Regions from separate parts of the Pan troglodytes genome. Here region 1 is linked to region 2. The links are chromatin contacts, called in public Hi-C maps. All regions are on one chromosome and are shown on one strand. The core of a region is the stretch at or near the end of the contact, and the rest is flanking DNA. Distances in the headings are between cores, read along the strand shown.

What was found. Hi-C and Micro-C count contacts between places; a contact is called where the count stands out from the background.
Region 1: a Hi-C map of stem cell-derived neural progenitor cells shows a contact between it and region 2, with 1.5 times the contacts expected there. The contact joins the enhancer-like site here to the promoter of CMIP in region 2. A contact is called at or near these places in 1 of 7 Hi-C or Micro-C datasets (stem cell-derived neural progenitor cells) and 1 of 1 datasets of contacts at active chromatin or transcription factors (stem cell-derived excitatory neurons).

What each region holds. Positions count from the first base shown.
Region 1 is chr18:79,775,973-79,781,128 of NHGRI_mPanTro3-v2.0_pri, reverse strand. It overlaps CMIP (c-Maf inducing protein), which reads right to left. Exons shown (of 21, transcript XM_024349964.3): 3 at 791-841. Among named protein-coding and RNA genes, the nearest start is that of PLCG2, 160 kb to the left of the region's middle. Within about 2 kb of position 2,783, at least 8 of the 24 cell types and tissues checked have an H3K27ac peak or open chromatin away from gene starts, as enhancers often do. A contact at or near this core is called in stem cell-derived neural progenitor cells, where this site is marked.
Region 2 is chr18:79,600,607-79,605,988 of NHGRI_mPanTro3-v2.0_pri, reverse strand. CMIP (c-Maf inducing protein) reads right to left here and starts at 1,708. Exons shown (of 21, transcript XM_024349964.3): 1 at 975-1,708. The coding sequence starts at 1,274. LOC134808826 (a long non-coding RNA gene) reads left to right here and starts at 2,098. Exons shown (of 2, transcript XR_010152651.1): 1 at 2,098-2,128; 2 at 2,215-3,360.

The sequences.
Region 1 (5,156 bases), core at 1,534-4,033, 170 kb before region 2:
GTTACTGTAAGGATGACAGCTTATGAAACACTGGTCATTCCAGCCATACCCGCTGTGGGGCCAGGGGCCTGTCAAAGCTTGTTCTAAACCAGAAGATCAGAAGACAAGGAGAGACAGGGAGGCAGGGCAGGAATGAGAAGCTGACTGTACGTGCTTCACGCCCTGGTCCTGACGTCAAGGTTTCCATTGCCTGAGCCATGGGGCACAACTCAGGCTCCTCGGGTGGCTGGGGGACCCCTCTTAGAAGATCTGCTCCTGGGTCTCCAAGAAGATGAAGTTCCCTTTATGTGCCAGAAAGCTCTGAACCATCCTATGTAGAGCCAGAATCAGAAAATTAGGCCACAGAATCCGACAACTGAAAATCAGTGAAGACTACAGAAATAGGGCTCAGGATTTTGAATCTCTGTTAAGTTTACACTTGGCACAGCCTTTGGAAGTTACTTTCAACTAAGCATCTTGAGCCCCTGAAGTCCAGCCTCCCCGGCTGGACTCCCCTCAGGGTCGCCCTCACTCTGAGAGCAAGCAGTTCTATGATCCTTTTGAAGCAGGAAAACAGCTATAGGATTTGAGAACACCAGGGCGAGAATGCTATTTCAGCACTGCAGGGGATAGGAATTGAACAGCAGAGGACGAAGGGCCAGGGGCTCTTAGATAGGGGAACAAAGTTCCTCAGCTGAGCCATCTGGAAGGCATGAGTTCTCCACTTTCATGCCTCTGGGTGACAGATTGGCTTTAAGCCATCGCACCACTGCCTGAGTCGCTTTAAACAAGCAACCGAGTCAGTACTTACCTTCCACTGCAGAGAATGGAACCACTGGTCTCGCAGGTAGCTGTTGGCAGCCTGTAACGACAAGAACAGGACAGCAAGGTCCGGTCATCAGCTTGTGGCATCTCAGGGCATTTCAAGGCCAGCATGTGAGCCCCCAAGCCTGCTCTGTAGACAGCGTCTGCCCTGTGACCCTAACAAGCCTGCTGAAAGATATGCTAAGCTGAGCCTGTTGTGTGCAAAACCAAAACAGAAGGGCTGGTCAGGGAGGATTTCCTAAAAACAAGACATCACTAGCACCGTGTGCTTCCTTTGCTGTATATGAGTGACTTCAGACACTGCTGACTTGAGAGCTTTAACTGCACACACAGCTGGACTTAGGGGCATGGGAGGGGCTGGGATGAACTGGTTGGAGGCCTGGGAGTGAGGATGGTGGGGGCTGGCTGGGGGCCTGTGTATGAGGACTGTTCTAGGAACTTGGCTTTTGTTATCCACGTAGTCTCTCCTTGGTCCTCACAGCAGCCCTATGAGGTGGCACCTATCATTATGCCCGTTTCACAGAGGGAAAAATCGAGACCCTGAGATCTCACAATGAAGTGCATTCAAACCCAGGGTAGCCTGGCTTCCAAGTCTGTGCATTTAACCATGACCTTCTCCTGCCAATGGCAGAAGATCATGGTAAACGGCACCCAGCAGACCTAGGCTAAACATCACAGCGGGTGAAACAAAACCTTCTCTGATCCACCCCACACTAGCTGTGAGTCTTTGGACATCTCAGCCTCAATTTTCCCATCTGTAAAATGGGGACAATAACCCTGATTTTCCAGGGATGTTTTAAAGACCAGAAATTATTCTTGTAGAGCATCTAGAACCAGGCTTGGCACATGGCAGGTGGTCAAAAATGCAGCCATCGTTATTATTATTGTTATCATTACCATTGCCATCATCCAGTCCTTTCCAATAAAATGCAGCCCAAGGCAGCCCTCCCATCCCTCATGAGTATCACTGCGGCTCTCACTTCCTTTCTCGGTCTGCTAACAGAACAGTAATGCTATGGTGTTTCACGGGCGCCAGACACAGCTCTGAGTCCTGTGTGTGGACTGGCTCATTCAGTCCTTACAAGACAGCCCTGTGAAGTCGGTACTGTCATCTCATGGTACAAATGAGGAAACTGAGACTTTGGAAGTTAAAAACTTTCCTGAGTCTTCACAGACATGTGGTGCGGGGCCAGGAATTGAACCCAGGTAATCTGACCCCTGCCGTAAACCACAACACCGGGCCATTCCGAGTTCCCCATTGGCTACCCCTCCACCCCAGGCTGGGCCGAAATGCAGCGTGCGTTCCCCACCAGAACCCACAACCCTCTCTCCAAAGCGACCCTGCCTCTGACGGTTCAGGGGGTCTGACGAAGGCTGGAGTCTCTCTCCAAGCACGAACATCCACCTTCTGCCTCGAGGCACACAAACACGCACACACACACTCAAGCATGTAACCCCTTTGTTTCACCCTTGTTCGAGGAGATCCGGATCACGCTACAGGTGACCACCTCCCGCTCCCCATGTCATCTACGAAACATCAGCTGCTCTCCCAGGTCAGGGTCTGGAGCAATCTCTGGCCTTGCATAAATGATCCATTCCAGTAGCAAGTGTGGTGAGGACTCAGGCTCTCGTGGGTGAGCTCAGGGACTCAGAGTTTTGAACCCTGGACTGCAAGAATCCACACCAGCCACCCTGATGCTGGTGGAGCTTGAGTCTACCCAAGTGCAAAGCAGGCAGGAGGCAAGCTCTCCGTGTGACACAGGAACTCCGACAAGGGCTGAGCCTCTTACAGGTGCAGGTTCAAGTCTCGGCTCTGTCGTGTCTAGTGGTGTGACTGCAGCAAGTTGCTTGACGACCCAAGCCTGTGCCCCCTGCCCAGAGTTGCGGAGGCCAAAGAGGAGAAACAGCCCCCTGGAGAGACTGTTGCTGAGCTCCCTCCCATCAGCACTGCCCAAGCTCTACTGGTCTTGTGACAATTCCTATTCATTAGGATGACAAAATACACCCTGCTCGGGGAGAGCTGTGCGAAGATCCCAAACAATGAGCTAATCCATGAAAAGTGCTTCCTCAGCGCGGTGCCTGGCACGTGCAAACACTCCACAAACAGGGGCCAGCAGCGTCAGCAGCCACGGCCAGGTCTGTGCTGATAAATGCTTAACATCAGGCTCTCTGGAACAACAAGCCCTGATCCCGGCGTGTGCGGATTTCTGTGTTGTGAACAATCCCATTTTGGCTGATTCCACACCTTCAAGGGGATGCCCCTGGGCCAGAGCTGGGGAGAGACGGGCACGATCAGCTCTGGTGGGCAGATGCAAGCTGGGATGAGCTGGCTCCAGGGCATGCCTGGTCCACATCCATTCCTGTGCTTCCTCACACACCAAGGGGGCCAGAGAGAGAAGGAGGTGGTAAGGAAAATAAAGCCCCCTAAACATGTTCCATCCTGAATCCCTTGTGATTAAGTTATCCCGCGTGGCAACGGGACTCTGGATGTGACCAAGTTCAAGGTCTTGAGATGGGGATGATCTAGGTAGCCCAATGAAATCACAAGGGTACTCACAAGAGGGAGGCAGGAGGGCAGAGTCAGACTAAAGCAGAGGTCAGAGTGATGTGGCCATGAGCCAAGGAATACGGACAGCCTTTAGAAGCTGGAAACGAATTCTCCCCGAGAGCCTCCAGAAGGAACACAGTCCTGACACCTTGGTTTTAGCCCCATGGGACCTGTGTTGGACTTCGGACCTCCAGAACCATAAGAGACTAAATCTGTGTTCTTTTAACCACAAAGTTAGGGGCAATCAGTCACAGCAGCAATAGGAAATAAAAGCAGGAGGTACAACCAGGTTGGTATAACGCGGATGTGAGTTGTTCCACTGGCTCTGAGGGTCCACAGTGGACCCAGGCAGTGCCTGTAAGCTGCCACCGGCTGGACGGAACAGCCAAGCAAAGACAAAAAGAAGGTGGAGGAGGACACCCATATCCCTCCCTCTTCTGTGTCCACTGGCCCCGCCAAAGTGCCCTGCATATATGTCTGACCCTAAGAGGGAAGGGGCCACACATGCTCTACCTACCACTGTATCCTGTGGCCTGGAGCACCAGGAGACCAACAGGTGTTTTCTGAATGAATGAACAAAGGAATGAATGGACTAGGAGTTCCTTGAGGGCAGGGTCTTATTTCTGATTCCACAGCTAGGTGAGCAGTGCCTGGCTGGGCCAGGGCTGGTTACACTGGAATGAATGAACACAGAAACAAAGGAAGAAACAGGAAAGTGACCCAGGTGTCACAGGTGGTAGAGAATGACCAGAGGAGACTCCCTTCCCCAGCCTCTGTGGCGAAACCCAACACAGACCGTCCTCCACGATGGCTAGCCCAGCCCTTCCCATCTGGGGTCTCCCTGGCTCATGAGTCTTAGGGGGCCTTCCAGCCCTCCTCAGCAGTGTGTGAGCCAGTCCTCTGGCTTGGCCAGGCAGAGGTTCTTGCCCAGGACTCTGGATCTTGGGCAAGTGCTATGGAGATGGGGCAGGGAGAATTCACCTGGGAGGAGCTGGGTCCTGCCCTGCATCTTCCTGCACTGGTGGTGATGGGACTACCACCTGCATGCCCCGACCCCAGCTCCAGGCCATTCTCCAGGCTGCCACCGTTCTTCTAGTACATTCCTTTCCTGCTTGGGATGGCCAGATCCCATTTCGGCTGCGGGCACATGAGAGCCCTGAGGGACCTGCAGGGCCTAGTGGCTCTTGGCCCCTTCTTCCTTTTCAAAGTGGACATTCTGATGTGTTTGCCCCGTAGGCATTTTTACAGAAGGAACCAGCATTTCCACAACTGTGGCTTCTCCTGGTCACACCATTGGTGCTCCTGGCGTCTCCTCTGCCCTGAGCTCACATCCAGATGGTTCTGGCCCTGCCAGACTGGGTCCGGCCCACTGCTGAGTTGTTGGCAGGGATGGCTGACAGATCTCTCCTCCTGGGACCCAGCTGCCTGGCCTGGCCACGCCCCCTGTGACTTCCTGCTGAGCTGCATGAGCCTCCAGTCTTGGCTGGGTCCTCGTAGCCTGCCTCTCACAGCAGCACTTGATGTCTAAAGGCCTGGGACGGATTTCTTCAGAGCCACTGACCACAGACACTGCTACACATCAGTCTCTTCTCAGCCCCATCCTTCCAGGCAGAGCCATCTGGGTTTCCAAGCCTTTCCTCCCATAGGAGGGTGTGACCCCCTTCTCCAGCCACACTTGGCTTTCTGGCCACTTCTGTTCCACTCTGGGATCCTCTCAACTCTTGGAGGTCGGTGTGGCATTCCAGGAAGAAGGCAGGTTTCGGTTCATCAGCAGTTTGCAGATCCCAGCTAAACAGGTATGACA
Region 2 (5,382 bases), core at 459-2,958:
AGCCACAGCCGGTATTTGAAACTGTCCTTGTTTCAAAACACAAAGCATCCTGTTCAGGCTCCTACCCGCCACCCCCACTCTCCCCTCGACCCCACCACAGCTGTCTTTCTCCACGTACGAAGAAGGCCACCATTTGCAGATCTGATTTCAGAAACAGATCAATGGTTTTTCCTCTCCGACTCATCCAGCTGACCCAGTCCTACCCATGTATTTAAAAACAATAACAAAATTAAACCTCCAGCAACAAAACACACACGTATACACACACTCTACAGACAATGCCGGACCAGGGCTCCACCAAGCAGCTTCTAGGCTAGAACTCGACCACCGCTGGGTCCTGAGATATTCCAGGACCACTGCCCCCTCCCCCTCCACTTCCAACCTCTCAATGTGCGAATGAGATTTTCAGAAAGGGAAGCACCCCGTTCTGCCTGCCAGCCCTGACAGGAAAGAGAATAAAGGACGGGTAAACCAAACAGAGAAACTGGCTTCTGGAAATTCTTTGGGTTTGGGGGTTTGGAGGTTTTGTTGTGTTGTTTTTGTTTTTTTTTTTAATCTGAGGGGTGGTATTTTGTTTTCCCCTCCCCCACCCCTCAGATCCAGATGGGCCAGGGGCTTCCAGAGAGAACCCCCACCACCATCAGGGCCCAGCGTCGGGTCCATCCTCGAGTCCCAGCCACCAGAAACACAAGAGCTGGGGTCAGAAGGTCCCCAGGCACCCAGCCTGGCGGTGGGCCGAGTCTCCAGCATTTTAAGGGTCTCTCCCGAGCCCGGTCGGCTGGTTTGGGCTTCAGACTCCAAAATCGAGCCCCGCGAGCAGGCCAGGAGCGAGGCGCCCTGGTTCTCCCCGTTCCCCCGGCACCCCCACCGCCCCCCAGGCCCTGGGCTCCAGGTGCAGCGCCAGGGGGCAGCCAGGGAGGGCGCATCTCGGGCCCCGAGGAGAGGCGGGGGTGCAGCCGCGCAGAGCCACTCACCGTGGCGGACGCCAGGCTGTTGTCGGCCAGCGTTAGGTGGTGCGGCTCCCAGCGCCTCAGGAATTTCGAGGTGAGGATCTTGCTGAGAAAGGTCCGCGGGTGCCGGATGACACAGACCTGAATGTCGCCCTCCTGCAGCAGTTTGTACCTCATCCCGTTGCAAAGCAGAAGAGCCCGGCGGCAGGGCACGGCGCCCATCTTCGTGCCTTCGGGGGCCGACACGTCGCCCCCCAGCAGCGGCTTGGTCTCCTCGATCTGCCGGGGGTCGCCGCCGCCGCCCGAGCTGCTGGTCACATCCATGGCCGCGCCGGGGGAGGGGGCTGGGGGCGGGGAGAGGGGGCTGTCCTGGGCTGCTGGGGCGGCGGGGCCCCCGGATCCGGCGGCCCGCACCCCCCCACCCCCCGGGAAGGTGGGGGGGTGTGGGGCTGGGGGCGCCCGCAGGGGAGGGGGCGCTGCCCGCGGGGGGCGGCGCGTGCGGCGGGCTGGGCCGGCCTCGGCGCTTCCTGCGGGGCTCCGGGCTTCCTCCTAGCTCGTCGGGTGCATGCTCGCGGCGGCTGACCGGGCTCGGCGGGCGACGGGGAGGGGCGGGGGAGGCCGAGGGCGGGCCGGGGCCAGGCGCGGAGGGCGGGCGCCGGGGTGGGGGCGGCGGGGTGGGGGCGGGCGTGTCTCGGGGCCCCGCGCCGCCGCGCGCGTGTGTACAGAGCGTGTGTCCGCGCGGCCGTCCGGGCGAGAGTGGCCGCGGGCGGGGCGGGCCGCGCGCCGGGCTCGCGGAGCCCGGGGCGCCCGCGCGATTGGTCCCCGCAGGGTCATGTGCCCGCCCCTCTGACGTCAATGGCGGCAACGGCGGCGGCCGCGGCGGCTTCGGCCTCTCGCGGGCGGAGTCCGCGGTCCGGGCGGGGTCGCGGCCCACGACGGGGAGGCGCGGCCCGACGGGAGGGGCAGCCCCTGAGGAGGGGGCTGGGGCGGGCGAGCCCCGCGGGGCCCCGGCCCGCCCCGCCTGGAATGTGGGGAGGGGGCGGGGCGCGGGGGCGGGGCGCGTGACGTCACGCCAGCCGCGCCCCCGCGGGTGCCCGGGCGGGAGCCCAGCCCGGCTGCCCGAGCCGGGGGGCCCGCGCCTCGCCCACCCCCGCCGCCCCCGGGCCGGACTCGGACGGGTAAAGAAGGGTACCCGAGGGCCGGGGGCTGGGTGGAAGGACGGGGACTGGAACCCTCGACCCCTGACGCCCCCTCCGCTGTCCAGGCTCAGCGGGCTGGCCAGATGGGGCCGTGGGACGGGGACGCCTCCCCGACTGAAAGTGTCCCCGCGGTGATCCGGAGGATGAGCCCACCCTGCCCTGTCTCCCACTGCGGGACCCGGCCGGCCTCGAACTCCTGGCCTTTGACGTCTGCTGGCTTTGGCCTTGGGGGTCCTCAAACCTTCTGGAGACAGGGGACGGTCCCCCCATCCCCCTTCTTTCTTCTGCTCAGGGAGACAGAGCCTCTTCTAGGAACCCACTTAAAGCCCCCCCCAACCTACACAGCCACCCCTCTTGTGCGTACCCCAGCAGCTCCCCCTACTTTACCTTCCCTGGGACCCCACCTGGTCATTTTATCTGAGTTCACAGGCCCAGCACCAGCCCACGAGAGAACCATATTCGATTCTCTTGTGACCCAGGGTATCAGGAACTGCAGCCTGGATGCAAAAAGCTCCCTTTCTGCCATCACAAGCAGCCGGCACCTAAGGCCACCTAGCAAATGCTCAGCTCCTCAGCCAGGTTTTCTTATCTCCACGTGCTCCTGCAGCTAATAACGTTAAAACCCTAGATTTTTGCCTTTTTAAGTGAAGGTGCCTCTGTAGTGAACACATGAATGTGTGCAGCGTGTGTTGAACTGCGTCGTGAACACTGCGGAATATCCACAGCATCTGTGCCGTTGGTGGAAATTATTCACACCCCCTCTCCCAAGAACAGGCAGCATGAAGGTGCTCCCCAGAGGACCCTCTCCCCGAACCTGGCCAGGGTTTCAGGCAGGGGATGAAAGGCAGGTCCCAGGCTGCATCCCTCACCAAGGAAAGAAGACTCACATCCAGCCTGCCCAGGAGATGCCTCCTCGGGGAGGCACAATTAGATTAGAAATTTAGAAATTCCTTAGCTCCCCACAATTTGCTGCCATTTCCTTCAAGTTTTGAGCTTGAACAGCCTTGAGAAAACCACCAATCATGAAGGCGCAAGCCCTAGATATGTGGGTGTTGGGGGGTGGTTGTGGCCAAGAAACCCCCCAGTCCATTAAGGGGGTGGGATTAGATCCTTTGTTCAAATTTTTTCATTGAGCTCCTGCTGTATGCTGGTCACAGGCCAGGCACTAGGGTATTAATAGTAATGACTATAATAACCACAGTGGCCAGAGACTTCCTATGTGCTAAGAATTTTGTACGCACACATCATTTTCTTCTCACACCCTATGACATAGGTGCTGTCCTCATCCTCAACCACAAAGCATGGAGGTCAGAGTCCAGAACAGTAACAGACATTGTGCTTGGTGCTCCAGGAACAGAAAGGGGGATGTCTAACCCAGTGTGGGGGACCAGGGTACTCTAAGAGTTCTTTAGGAATCAAGTAAAGAAGGGGATAGGTGCTCCAAGAAGACGAACTGGCTCCTACCAAGGCAAAGAGATGGGAGGATGCTCAGCTTGTTCAGGAAACTGAACTCACTTGCCATGGAGTGCAAGGTCCCTGGAGGAGGTGGAGCAGAGATGTAGGCGGTGAGCAAGCAGCACCCTGAAATGCAAACCCAGGGACTAGAGAAGTGGGGAGACACCACATGGGCCATGCAAAGGAGTGACTTGTACATGGCTTCTTCAAAAGGCTGCAGTGTGGCACAGATGAGCATTGCAGAGGAGAAACCTAGAGGCAAGGAGGCCAGTGAGGAGACTTTCACGCTCACCTCCCCCCACAGAAGGAAGCAACAAGGGCTAGCACAAAGTCACTGGGTGGAGTGGCCCAGTGGCAAGCAAAGCAGCTGCTGTCCACTTCAGGGACATCTGTGGACACGCCCCTACCCATACAGGGCACAAAACTCCAGTAGAAGGAGGAGATTTAGCAGGATGTAAATCCCTGATATATTCCAGGACCATTCCAGACATCCTCCATGCAGCCCAGTACAGTGGTTGATTTGTAAACATTAAGTAGGACATACCGTGATAATAATGACCGGTACCCAAACGCCAGATACTATGCTGGAGGCCTTATGTATTTGTTCTCGTTTATTCCTCCCCACCAGCCTAGGAGGTAGGAACTATTACCATCCCCATCTTAAGAGTGAGGAAGTTGAGGCTCAGACAGGGTCAGACAACTATCAGGATCCAGCCGAGGTTTGAACCTCAGATTCTGTTCGACCTCAAATTCCATGTGCTTCCCACTCTTCTGGGAATTTAGGAGGACATTACAAATGTCTATCTTTGTAATGTTGTCCTGAGCAGGCATTCAGGAAGAAAGTATTGAATTCAATCAATGTCATCTTTAAATAGCAGTATTTCTTGAATATAGTTTCAAATCAGTGAAATGGAGCCCCCAAGACACTGCAAAGAAAGTTCCTGAGGGCAGAAGCCAGAAGCGCCTGTCTGGCAACAGCACTAGCTCAGTGCCTGGACAAAGCTGGGGTGCAGCAAATACGCAGTGATTGATTGTCAAAAACATACTCCTTGGTGCTTAGCAAAGGTCCAGCCACAGGATCGGGTCAGTAAGTTGCGGGGGATGAGCTGGGATGGCGTTAGTACTCAGTCTGTGACAGTGTGACAGTTGAGTCCACAGCCTCCTAGACTGGGACTTGGCTAACTCATTGCAGAGCCCCTCCACCTTCCACTATCCCAGGCTCCCAACCTAGAAAGGAATCTGAATCCAGCCATCAGATTCCATCAGGGCCCCATCCCTGGAGCTCCCCAAATTATAGGAAACACGAGCCCGTCGAGCTCCCGTGGATGGACCATGTCCCCGAGTTGTGCTCAATGCCCTGGAACTCCAGACCCTCCAAAGAATGGTCCGAGCCCCTAAGAGCCTCCCCTTCCAACACTGAACTTGAGAAGCTTACGGAGTAGCAGGAAGGGCACGGCGGTTCACGCACCCTTCACTCCCCTTGGGCTCTCGCAGGCTCGTTCACTAACCAGAGGCCAGTTCACCAGACAAACCTGTGATTTTCTGCATTCTTTGCTGGCGGTGTCTCCTTGTTTGAGCCAGGTTCCAAAGGATGACGTGTGCCCTCACCTGAACTACCACTTTCGTTCAACAGCCCACTGTGGGGTCACCCCGGGCCACACTGGTGGAGGACTCACTCGATCAACTCAATGCTAGGAGCTGGGATGCCAAACTGAAAAGTAAAGTGCCTTCATGGGCACAGTCTCAACTCGAGTTCTCTGAGGTGTCCCCTGTAGCTA